Regions from separate parts of the Acanthopagrus latus genome. Here region 2 is linked to region 1. A link is a contact called in public Hi-C data. All regions are on one chromosome and are shown on one strand. The core of a region is the stretch at or near the end of the contact, and the rest is flanking DNA. Distances in the headings are between cores, read along the strand shown. Region 1 holds the start of LOC119029335 (E3 ubiquitin-protein ligase RNF14-like). Region 2 holds the start of atp11b (probable phospholipid-transporting ATPase IF).

Evidence for each region. A called contact is a pair of places that touch in the nucleus more often than the background predicts.
Region 2: a Hi-C map of muscle shows a contact between it and region 1, with 3 times the contacts expected there. The contact joins the promoter of atp11b here to the promoter of LOC119029335 in region 1. A contact is called at or near these places in 2 of 4 Hi-C or Micro-C datasets (liver and muscle).

What each region holds. Positions count from the first base shown.
Region 1 is chr11:25,381,577-25,388,141 of fAcaLat1.1, forward strand. It overlaps LOC119029335 (E3 ubiquitin-protein ligase RNF14-like), which reads left to right and starts at 2,337. Exons shown (of 7, transcript XM_037116112.1): 1 at 2,337-4,155; 2 at 4,553-4,683; 3 at 4,826-5,569. The coding sequence starts at 3,960.
Region 2 is chr11:25,537,471-25,544,194 of fAcaLat1.1, forward strand. It overlaps atp11b (probable phospholipid-transporting ATPase IF), which reads right to left and starts at 3,749. Exons shown (of 31, transcript XR_005077667.1): 1 at 3,410-3,749.

The sequences.
Region 1 (6,565 bases), core at 1,087-3,586:
CTGGACTATAATGACATTTGCTGATTATGATAATGTTTATGGTACCACAAGATTGACTCGTGCTACCCTATGTGACCGTTGCATGTTTTTCTGACACCACCACCATCAGGTCAAGTTGTCCTTTTGGACACAGTGAATATCAAAATCGGTTCTCGGAACATTCATTCCCCACACAGAATGAATCATTTCTTTCTTTAGTCACTCACTGTGGGCTTTCCTTCACCTCTTCACAGGGTCAGCTGTAACACTGAGCTGAAATGGCTTTTCCTGTGGTGCCACCATCAGGACAAACATTATACTTCAATTCAATTCAATTCAATTCAAATAATTTCATTTGTCCCCGGGGGACAATTAAAGGCAGGTCAAGTAGTTGCACACAGACACAAACACTTGTTGTGTAGGGTTGGGTTGGAAAAGATGTAGCAACAGCAACTTGTAAAGACTGATTCAGGACTCTCCAAGATGACACGTGACAAGTGAATCTGAGGGACATGAGATTATCAGTGGGGAAGAGGAGGTTTTTGTTTTTGTTTTTTCAAAGAGTAAAAAACAGTTCGCATTTGTGTGAATACTTTATACTAAAAACATTTGACTGAAACCTTTAAATGAAACCTGAGAGATTAAGAGCGGAATGACAAACAGGCCAAAGGCGTTTAATCAGTGAATTGTGCTTTTTTTATCCAACATCATAATCAGAAAAATAACCAACAACTAGCGATGTTCCGATACTATTTTTTCCCTCCCGATACCAATTCCGACACTTTTACTGTGGGTAACAGCCGATAACGATACATTTTTAAATAGTCCAGTATTTAACAAATAATAAATTACGTGGTATCAGATTGGTGCCTGGACTCCAGTACTCGCTGATACCGATGCCAGCATTTTGGGCATTATTGGAGGCAGTTCTGATACTGATATCGGAATCGGAACAACTCTACTAATTACCAGTGGTGGAATAAAACTACAAACAAGTAGTGTACTTAAGTATACCTTGAAGTATTTAGATATGAGCATTTTCTGCAACTTCAACTTCGCCATATTTTGGATGCAAATACTTTTTAATCCACTACATTTTTTTTTTGATAACCCGAGGCAGCCCGACACACCAGCATGAATTGTCTGCCCGAACTCGGCCTGAACCCAGCCCCCACGTGCCTGCATTGTTTTCCTCAAGGGTGAATTCACCTGTGGCAAGTTTACTTTTAGCCAATTCCATCTCCCCCAGCGAGGCTATAGGCGTGAGTACGTCACGCAGCAGCGTCAGGTCTGCGTCTGCCCCTCCCCATGAAGCATGCAGCCAGACTTACTCTTCACCTCACGTGAACAGCGATTGATTCACAACAGACAATATATGATTTAATTTACAACCTGCAAGAAATGTGTTTTATGAAACTAGTGCAGTGCCTGTAGGAAGTATGTATTCCTATAGAGAAGTGGGAGGTTAAGTAGCTATTTCATGGACGACCAAATGAGGCTTTGTTTGAAGGTGGGACATCAGGGATATTTAGGTTTGTTGTGAAATCCGATATTCCAAGGTATATTTGGTGTCATTATTTTCAGCACGACCTCACATGTGTGACTGTACAGTTATGTTTTTTATTTTGACATACTGTATTAACACAATGGACCTGAATGAGGAGCTGCACTGCCTGTTCCACATTCAGCAGTCTCATTGTTTTGACTCATTAAACAAAAAACTGACTCTACTACACACTAAACACACTACACCGAACACTACATAACACACTAACTATACACTGTCATTCTGTCATTCATCCGCCTACGTCCCTCCCACAACTTCCCCTGTTCCTCAACAACCAAACTACTGCTTGGACACAAAGCAAACGTGAAGAAAATGTACGCAAAAAAGTGTGGTGGACATCATTTACCCTAAGTCCGCAGATTCCGATTCCACTTTTTTGTCCGCGCGTCTCCAGATCTCCTCAGACCCAAACAGACTCGATCCGAACTCATTAATCCACAACAGTCAATTTAGATGCACAGAACATAACAGGACTGAACCACCGGCAAAATCCCGGTCCAGCTCGCGCCGCTGCAGGTATAAATCCGCTTGTTGTCATGGGTTTGGGCTCTGCAGTGATTGGCTCTGTTGCGGTGACTACAGTTAGCAATGCTGGACGAATTGGTAAAGCATTTACAAAATAAATTATTAACGGTATCATTCAGTCCAAACAAATGCAATGTTGCACAACCTTGAACCAAGCAGCAGCCATGTGGAAACTCTCAGGTCAGTCTGATCCTGATCTGCAGAGATATTTGAGGAACAGACTCACACACACACACACACACACACACACACACACACACACACACACACACACACTGCTTTTATAGAGAGATGTGTTTTCTTAAAAAGGAAGCACCAGCACACCACAGCATAGCGGACAGCACTGGCCAAAACATCCAGAGCATAGTCCGGCAGATGTTTAAGGACCAGAAAAGTTATCTCAGGAAATAGAGATGACTCTGTCCCTTCCTCCACAATGTCCACACTGACCCCCTGGATGTAAACAGGGGTCAACAGCACCTTGGTCCTCCTCAGGTCCACAACCAGTCCTCGGTCTTTGTCACACTGAGCTGTAGATGGTTCCGCTCACGACAAGTTGTCCACAGTGGTCCTGAAGTCATCCTCAGTACCTTCCCTGATACATCAAACTCAAGGTGGGCGTAAACACAGTTGAGCAGGTAGATGGTGGCACGCTCAACTCCCAAGTTGGTGCTGAACTGTAGAGGGAGAGGAGCTGTATGCATTCTCCACGTTGGCACACAGCAAGCCGTATGCAGCTGTAACCATGGTGACGTGGTCGAATCCACCCAAGATAGAGATGAACGTGCCGGGTGTTGAGTCTGTGACCAGGCTGTGGTGGAGTGGATGATGTCGTATGTGATATATATTACCAAAGGGAGGAATGTAAACAGTCACCACAGCAACATGTGAAAACAACTTCAATGTCCAGTCAACAGACAGTAACATTTGGATATTACCACAACAAATGCATGCACTGGAGTACAAAGTGGCCTACAGTAGGCAATTTGCCTCTGACATGATGTGAATTATGAAGTAGCATAAAATGGAAATACTCAAGTAAAGTGCAAGGTGACGGCCTCAGGAATTATACTTACGTACAGCATGAATAAATTATTACGTTAAATTTGACTATTGTTTATTCCGCATTCTAATATGTACTTTCCCTCTTCTTTACCTCTTTCACTGTCACTATTTTTATACCTCACTGGCAAAACATTTCTGTGACATTTGTATTATTTCTTAATGCAGAAGTCACACAAATATCTTGTGCTTGTTTGGATGCGCAGTGGTTGGTTGTGATTCTTAAGGGTAAAGTTTCTCCCAGTGTTCATGCTCAACTGTTGCCATGGTAGCATGAGCGTGCCTGCGTCGGCACACCTCCGAAGAAGTACCTGTTTCTCATTTGCATTTAAAGAGACAGGCACTCAAAACCGACTGTTGTGAACAAGGCTGTTTTGGCAGGGTTATTAAACTGTTACGAACTGCTACTGTGCTTCATCCTTATGATATATTGACCAAAAAGCATGTCACAGACATTTCATTAGGACTCCAGGGAACTAGGTTAACTTGTAGAAACAGAGAATAATATGAGTTCTTTAAATGACTCATCGTGATTGACGTTGACCTGTTTTGCATTACAGTAACACCAGCACTGTAGACTGTAGTTACCGCTGTAGGCTGAGCCTTGCGTCAGGCACGTGAGTCAACAGAGAGACGGGCACCGACCTCAGACCAGGAACAGACCAGACCCACTGACTCAGAACGGCGCGAGACTTAACAGGGAACTCCAAACTACAGCGCGAAATTAACGTCCAGCAGGAAAACTAAATACTATTTTTTAACAACCAGAGCGAGGAGGAGGAGGAGGAGGAAGTGCAGTCTGCCCCGGTGTTTGGGAGCGAGAGGAATGGGCGCGGACATCCAGGAGCAGGAGGACGAACTGCTCGCTCTCCACAGTATCTTTGGTTCGGATGAGTTTCTCCGGGATGAGTCGAAGTTTGCCGGAGAACTCCGAGTGTGTGTCGAGCTGCCTTCCGCCTTCACTGTGGCTCTGAAAGAAGGTAAACAGGCCGAGTTGGGAACAAGGCTGTGGAGCTTTAAATGTCAGTATTGATAATATGATGTTTTCATACTGTGCACAATATACCTGTGCGCGGAAAATTAAAAGAGCCACATTGCGAGGTCATTTCTATAAACAGTAGTAAATGTAAAACGTAAAGGTAAATGTCGTTACATTTCAGCACTGATTAATTATCAAAATATTATATATTTATTTTATAAAATAAAAATCATGTTTAGAAAAAATATGATAAACCCCCCCCCCCCCCCCCCCAAAAAACAAAACAAAACAAAACAAAACAAAAAAACCTCAAACTTAGAGTCGAGACTAAAACTAAGTGATAAGTGCGGATGCGTAGGTGTGTCCACACCAGAAAAAGAAGGTGAACAAAAAAAATGTGTCTTTGGTTATTGTTTATTAACTCTGTGCATGTCTCTTAGGTGAAACGCTGAGCCAGTACGAGATATCGTTCCTCCCTCCTCTCCTTCTGACCTTTGGGCTCCCTGAGGACTACCCATCCTCCTCTCCTCCCTCCTTCACCCTCACCTGCAGCTGGCTGACACACTCACAGGTAATCAGTAGAAGCGAAGTGGGTCAATTCAAACATCATTGGTTGCATTTACAACCTGCCGGTGACTGAGCCAGAGAGATTACTTTTGATTGCAGAGGGTCAGTGAAGATTACATCAGTCTGTTTGCCCTCTCCTCCTGCAGCTCTCTGCACTGAGTGCTCAGCTCACCGATCTCTTCAAGGCCACCAGAGGCGCTGTGGTGCTCTTCAGCTGGGTGCAGTTTCTCAAGGAAGATGCCCTCAGGTTCCTGGACATCAATACTCTGCTGGAGCTCCCCTCGGGTGACAGCAGCACACAGAACTGTAGCCAGGACTCATTAGATGTTGCACTCTCAAAACCAAAGAATAACAAACACACTCCGACCACAGCACCGGCAGATACTCAAAGTCTGGACCTCTCTGCATTGGCACTGGAAGCTGAACAGACCCTCCAAACTTCGGAGATTAAGGCTGGCTGCCAGGATGATCAGCCTAAACAAACCAGCCAGGAAGATTTCTTAAATGAAGGGAGTGTTTTGCTTCCCTCCAGCTCCTCAGGCCCACCTGATGAAAGTAAGCAAGGAGCTGCAGCTCTGCCAAGAGAACCCCCTCAAAATGGAGACCAAACCCTCTCTGGTTTCTCCCTGACTCCCTCACAAGCTCTCCTCTCCCAGATCTTGATCTATGATGCGGCCCAGCAGCAGAAACAGTTTGCCGCCACAGTGTTTGACTGTGGTGTGTGTTTTCAGGGCTTTCTCGGTCTGGACTGCGTGCAGCTGCCTGAGTGTGGCCACATCTTCTGCCGGGCCTGTCTCTCCCACTTCTGTAAGCTCCAGATAAGAGAGGGGAGCGTCCAGGGTGTAACCTGTCCTGAGGCAGACTGTGAGGCCGCTCCTACACCTGCACAGGTGCAGTCCTGACCTGTCTTCCTGCTCTCGCTGCAACTAAAGCTTCTTTAGGAATGTCTCTCTTTTGTTGTGGGGCCTCGGGATGCTGAGCAAGGAAGCCTGAATTAGTTTTTATATAGAGCTTCTATTTAAAATCAATAGAAGGTCAAATGCCTGCATTTTTCAATTGACTTAGATGCAATTTAAGGAACTTACTGATACTTCTATATGATCTACATAAGCAAATGAGACCACCACAAACATCTATCAAATGGTCAGAGAAGTCATGAAATAAAAACTGTATTTCATGGCAGTGTGCTGAGGATGAAATGAGGAGTCTCACAGCTGAGGGAAGAAGCTGCTCTAGTCTAATGGTACATCACTAAAACAAAGTTTATGCTATTAGTGTTATTAGTCTTACATAGCACCATACAATTTATCCTCACTGTGCATTCTGCGAAGTATGGAGGACCACAAGTGTCACAGAAATAGTTATAAAGCATTTAACTAATTGTACAATACAAACAGGCATAGATAAATTTCTTAACAAATTAATTGATTTATATGCTATTTATAAGTAGACTACTTTACAAAGTAGCATAATTGTTCATTTGATATTTTAATGGCCAATAAAAAGAAAATCTACAAATGAAATAGCAAACCATCAATAAGTAGGTCAGAGTAAAAAGGGATTTCCAAAAACAAAATATGACACAGTACATCAGGTACATCATTTAAAAATATGATAATGGATTCGGAAATAAATAATGGAAGTTTTAAAATCCATTGGATTTGCATTTAAAAAAGACAAATAAACATCAGGCATTTAAGAGAGCATATTACTCTCTGTCAGCATTTCCATTTACCCACTGCTTTTCCTTTCCTATTGGTTATTCGATTTGCATGTCAGCTGCAGACATATGACATGCCTGGTGATAATAACCAGTCAGAGAGCTTGTTACATCCCATGGCTAAATGTACATGTGAGCCAGAGCAAGATCTTTATTAATGGTGGCG
Region 2 (6,724 bases), core at 2,499-4,998, 160 kb after region 1:
GATGGATGGAGCTTATTGATGATTTCCAAGACACACATCCTATCATTTAACTGTATGACTTATTATGACTTTTTCATACTACCAGATTTTTCAGATTTATCCAACAACCTTGACATTTGGAGACCAACAGTAATGTTGATGAACCAAAGTCTTAGCTTGATGGTAAGAATGTTAGCTTCAGTGTTTTGGGACTGCCTATAGCTGGAAATAAAAGAAATGTCTGAAAACTGTATAGGGGTGATGTCATACTTGGCTGATGTATAGGCATGACTGGCACATATAAGGGGCACCATTCCATTTCTTGTGCATACTTTCCGCAGGTGAAATAATACAAATAATAATTATAATAATAATTTTTTATTTTTATTTTGACTCATGACTCTCGTGTCCCCATCAATTTGTAGGGCGACAGGTAATTACTCCCTGAATAAGGTCTACAGGTCCCACAGTGCCTTGGGGGAATCGTGGCTGAGAACAATAGCTCGGCGACAGACTAATGCATCACATCTAAGGCAAAACACTGTATCATTGACTATAACACATTTAATCAAATGGGATGAGCTAATTGGAGATGGAAAGGGAGAGAGGGGGTGTTGAATGAAGAGCAAGTGATGAAGAAGTAGTGCGACATAAAGAGGAAGACAGAACAACAGACTATCCATAGTCAGGGGCAGTAGGTACCGCTATTGACGATAAATGGTACTGATGACAACAGCAATACTAACATGAGTACAGGCTACCAAGCATAACAAAGTGTGGCAAGAAATGAAAAGCCAGAAGCAGTGCTACATATGATAAGAAAATTAACTTTATCAAGGATTTCATGGGCTACATAATTATCTTAGCTTTTCTGCTTGGTTACAGTGGATTATTAGGGTTGTGGCAGCAATAACTGAGAATGATCCTGAATGAGACAACAAACGGGTTCGACATCCTGTTAGCTTAACAGGCTAAAATGTATGATGGTATGTAATATACAATTAACATTGATTTACATGACCATCTCTATTACCCACTTCTTACATCACACAGCTAAAGTTTTATTTTCATTTAAGCTTTCAGAGACTGAAACCTGATTGAGACGCAGATGAATTCATAATAATAATTAATCATCTCTTTTTGTTTGTCTTATAAAACTGTTTTTGCTTGATAATGCAGTGGTTAGCAATGACTATTTTGAATACTCTTAACCCTAGCGCAATCATCCAAAATCCTGCATCAGCCATACTAGGCCTTGCAGCAGAAAAGCGTTACACAAGTGAAATAAGCCCAAGCAATATCAGAGTACACAAACAATATACCTGTATAATACATAACTTTAGTTACGTGAATTTGGTAGTGTCTAGCACTGAAAAGGCTGCGGAATTCTGAACATGTGAGTTAATTTTTATCCCATGTAAGTATGGACTGAGTGCTGCTTGGGAGGTAGATAATCAATGTAGAAACTTGCTATGCTTTGGGAAATGCCGAGCAATTATGTCTACACTGCAAATTGTGATTCTTCATTGGAAATGCTGGAGTGAACAAAAATCTCCATGTCATACTGGAAGAACAAGATGTCTAGGGCTGTTCCCAGTTGCAACTGTTGCTTGCACTGTAATTATGGTAGCTCTCTTCTGATGTAAATGCAGCATTACTAGTATGTCAGCACTGCTGATGGAAGAGGAGTGGCATTAAAAACCTGCCACACTTTCAGTGAACACTCTCTCACCCTCACCCTCACCCTTCCTGCTTCTTAATGTGGACCAGTATCACTAGAAAGAAACTGATAAGCCATATGTGACGGGAAAAACATCGCTGCATGACTTTTCAGCTGATATCAAGGTCAGACAAATGCCCCACACTAACTTTTTCATTAGCACAGTTGTATTAAGATGCATTTTAATTACACTTTTAATTAACTGGGCAGGTCAATTATACAGGGTGGGTCAAAATAACCGGCTATCTCAAATTAGGAGGAGGGCGGCTACCGCTTTTATCAAGTGTAACTCTCTATGGTACTCCCAACAATAGCGAAGGCCAAAATTAACCCCCGACAGCATGTAGGAAACTTTTAAGAACAGAATGACAAACTTACAGCTGCAGGAGAGTCTCTCTAACCTAACCTCAAGCACAGGGTGTACTCAGTGACAGAAGACATGGGAACTCAGAAACACCTTAACATTGATTAAACTCACTGCCTTGTGGTGCCATCAACTGTTTGACCAATGTGTGACTAATATGATAATATGCTCTCATTCATTCATTCATTCGTTCCCATGGGTATGCCCCTATCACAAGCTCGCACTCTTCCTCCACTGGTCACACAACTCTGATTTAGACTGGAGCTACTTCCTATAAAAACTTTAAACCCTACTTTGACAAACATAAATACTAGCATATAACCATTATGTCAATGCAGCACGACCAAAAACAAATCATTCATTCCTCCAGCATAAAACACACCTCAGTCTATCGTCTAGGCCCCAGTGACTCCCTCTCTGTACTGGCAACATCAGTTAAAACCAAGGTAGTTATTACCATATTCACCCCCCCAATATTACCCCAAATCGAACAGGATTGATTAGCCTGACATGGACCATTATTGTCCTTTAAATGTTCTGGCCATTGTACGCCTTTAACTGTCAATGCGTCAACACACAGCCGTGTTTGTAGGCAAACAACAGGTGATTACAGCAAACACAGAATGATTTCCACCGTTGACCATATGCGATCATTAAAACACCGTCGACTTTAAATCCTAGTAGCCAGTACATACAGATATGCACTGAGAACTCACTTAGAGACATTTAGCCGATCTAAAGGTATTACGAAAGTTAAAAATGACAGATAATAAATAAGTTATTAAGCTTCAGAATTGACATTAATATCTAAAGAGCTGTTAAAGTTAGTTTGTCGGTGCTCTTGACACGATTAAGAATAGTCAGTAAGAATAAAACAACTCCTGAGGACTTCACGTTGGACGACGAGAAGTTAGCAACGCTGACGTTAACGCTCAAGTTTCTTAGCCAGCTAGGTAGCGTTAACTTAGTTAACTGTTAACTCTCAGTGAGCATTTTTACAATGGCAAACGTTTTAGAAAACTTCTATCAAGTAACAACTACACCTAAAACTTAACCCTGGTGTGTTTAGGTCTCGACTCAAATAGCTTTGTCAGACCTGTGTCAGCTAATTAACGGCAGCTAACTGGGAAGGTAGCTAACCCAACCTACACCTGACTGTCATCACAGCGAGACAGTCAACAATGTTTTGGACACATCGGCAACAGCTAGCTAGTTGGGTTAGCTTGCTAAATGCCACCGAAATAAAGTTCATAAAGATTTCCGTTTGACAAACCCCGTGTTAAGTAACTGCTTTTGTAAGATATTGCGTCCTAGCGCTATGAAAAAAGGTAAGAGAGCAGTTTTACCAGCTGCTGTCGTATCCACCGTAGCATCCTTGCGAAAATACGTTCGAAGTAGCCAGCAGAGTCGCTAGCCCAGCGCTAGCAACTAGCTACTCCAACAAAACCGTCCCGAACCATAAATAATTCCCCCCGAAGGCAGCTCTTCTCAGTCGCATTACGCGACACATTCATGCAGTGTAACTATGCAAAACAATAAATCCGGTCTTTCCCATTCCGTGTTGATGTTGGACAAATGATCCCCGGTAAAAGTGACAGACGACTGACCACGGAGTCCCAGCAAGCTGCACTACATCTCTGCTCTGCCACGATCAGTCTTACCCTGCCAGTACACTGCTCTGAGCAGACAGTGGCAGCTCTCTAGCGGCCTCTCAACGCCCCCTGCCTGTCTGCAGTCACCAAAAAAAAAAAAGGATAGATAGATAGATAGATAGATAGATAGATAGATAGATAGATAGATAGATAGATAGATAGATAGATAGATAGATAGATAGATAGATATTTATTGCACGAGTATTTTATTGCACACAAAAACTGCAAACATTTATTTATGTTTTCACTGGGAACAAATTGAACCTCACAGCAGGCTATCTTTGGGCAGCCCTGATTTAAATGCATGAATGCAACAAGTCCATGATGTTTATACAATACAGATGTGGATAGTAATAAACAAGGCTGTATTACAAACTTGATAAATGCTCCATGATAAGGGCTCCATGATGAAACTAATAATGGCTGAAATCCTCTCAGCTGCTTTAGTTTAGTTTATGCTGGCTCAAACCGTCATGGCCGACTGGGGCCCTCAAATGGTGGTATTATTAGCCTGTGTGCTTGTTTTACTCTGACAAGTAAAAAAAAGTCTGAAGGACAGTGTATTTTGAGGGTGGCGAAATCTCATTTTTGGATCAGCTGATTTTTATACCATTTCCTCTGATACTCCTAATGGAGACCCAGAGAATCATTTTTGCCCCGGGTCTCCCAGCCAGTTAATCCGCCCATGTCTATAGTAAGAACATTTGCAGAATGTCAGTGACCAGCAAAACCTACAATAAGTAACCATTTGAACATTGTGTGTAGCTGTGGAGCAGAAATGAGGGCACATGTTGCTGTCTCACTTCTTTTTTATTTATGTTTGTCTTCTTCATAATGTGCTGAAGGGCCCTGGACGTACACCACATGAAGATGTACTGTATATATTGCAGTGGTGCTATGAAACTGCAGAGTCTTCTCAGCCACTTATACTGTATACACCAAATAGTTAGAATGCAGGGCTCTGAGTCATATCTAGATTGCTTACTGGGCACTTTTAGTGAATACTCTCTGCCAACAGAGTGGTGGAGACTTAAAGAGGATTTGCTTACTCCAAGAGTGTTTTAGATATCTTAAGCCAAAGAGAATTTGTTTGTCATCTCCTGGAATGACTCCTGACTGAATATGAGCTGAAAAACTCTCCCTTACACAGTCATTCATAGCCCCGCTTGTCTCTTTCTCCACAGTCTGTCAGTGACGCCATCCAGTCACTCTGTGGCTCCGTAATGTCTCTTGTAAGGCATCTCACATAAAGTGAGGTCATCCTCGTATTAGTGGCGCTGTCCCGGTGATTAATTCATTCCTGTTCCCTCCCTCCTCTGAGACTTGGCTGCAGCACAGCCAATAGGTCAATAATGTACAGACAATAAACGACAGCTACCACACAGGGAGGATGAGACATGCTCGGACGGTTGAAAATGTAAGTGCGCGGAAAATCTGTCTGTGCTGTGTTCTCTCTGAATTGAGTCAATATGCTCTCCGCGATTGAAAACACTGAAGAGATGTTCCCGTCAGTGGCAGGAGGATGCAGTGTAATCAGTGAAATCAATGTATTCCAGCAGCGATGTCTGGAGCAGAATGGCTGCAGCTGCCCAGCACTCAAGGGGTTTTATTCTCCCTCTTTCTGGCCTCCTGACTGAAATCGAGAAACATACAGCATTTGCATGTTTTTGCATCATTCTCAGCACCCTCACGTTTCCTCCGTAAGGTGCTCATGTGACTCAGCTCACCGCCACACAAACCTCGTCCCCATACTGGCCCCTCCATCGTGAAAGCCGTTTTAAAAGCCAGGAAAAAAAAAACAAAAAACAGAGAAGCGAAGTCAAACGCCACCAACACGCATTTATCTCCAGGATTAAAAGAGCTTAAGGCCACTCTGTGAGTCAGCAGGGTAAGGCACTGAGTGTGCCACAGTGTTTGCAACATCTCCGGGTTCAAGCCTCACTCATCTGTCACACACAATAGCCAGAGTCACATGCCTTTTTTGTGTTATTTCCACAGTATGTCGAGCAAAAGCAGAAATATCCCTCACTCATTTGAAAAAGACAGCATTACTCCGCAAATCCTGCAGGTAATCCGCTATCTGTCTCTGTTTGTGTGCCAGTCCCGAGCCCAGTGGTCCTACCCATGTGACCGTCAGGGTAATCTCTAGGTTACCCTGATTTACATAACGCCACTTCAGCAGCAACATCTGGGAGCTCCCACCTCACAGCTGGCTTGGATACATTGCGGCGCTCTTGCGAGAATGTGAAGGGTTGGCAGGGGCATGCACGTTGTTGGTGTTAAGATAGAAAAACCCTCTCATCTATAAATGTCAGCTGTTTCAGGGCCTGAGAAAATCCTTCCCTAATGACGCTGCAAAATCAGAGGTAATCTCCAAAAAGGTTACAAGGCGGCTAAAAGTAGTGATGTTTTGTTTGAACCAGACCGGGCTTCTCATATACAGGGGGGGAAAAACAAAACACACCAACTTAATCCCTCTGTTTGGAGTTTAATACGAAACACTCTGTTGAGATGAGAAACAAATTCTCTTGCGGCCTACTTCTGTTTGTATTCTACAGAATATCTCCCTGTTGTTTATGTCTGGAAGTCATGCATCGCACATTATCTTCGCTGAAGTAATTCAATATACATAAGGCCTCAGAAAGCATGAGTCTGATCATGTACTGGGGTCACGCACGGCTTAAGGCACATCTTTATTCCTCAGACAGTCTGCTGGCCTGTGATCCACAATGCCCTTCATGTCTGTCATGGAAATGGATGGTAAGGGACCAGATAAAGTCTGGCTGCCTTCCCAGCTCTGCATTGAATCCAACCTCTGTTATACTTCTACCTTTTAAGTGCTTGTCATATTAAATGCTGTAGGCTAGCAGGCTCAAATTGTTCGGCATACTGCACAGATAAGGGTAGGAATCCTGCATGTGTGGCCTTTGGGCTTCAAGTAGTACATTTAAAACATCTGATAGTCAAGTTATTATACACTGCTTCTGCTTTTAGAAGTATTTCCATGCA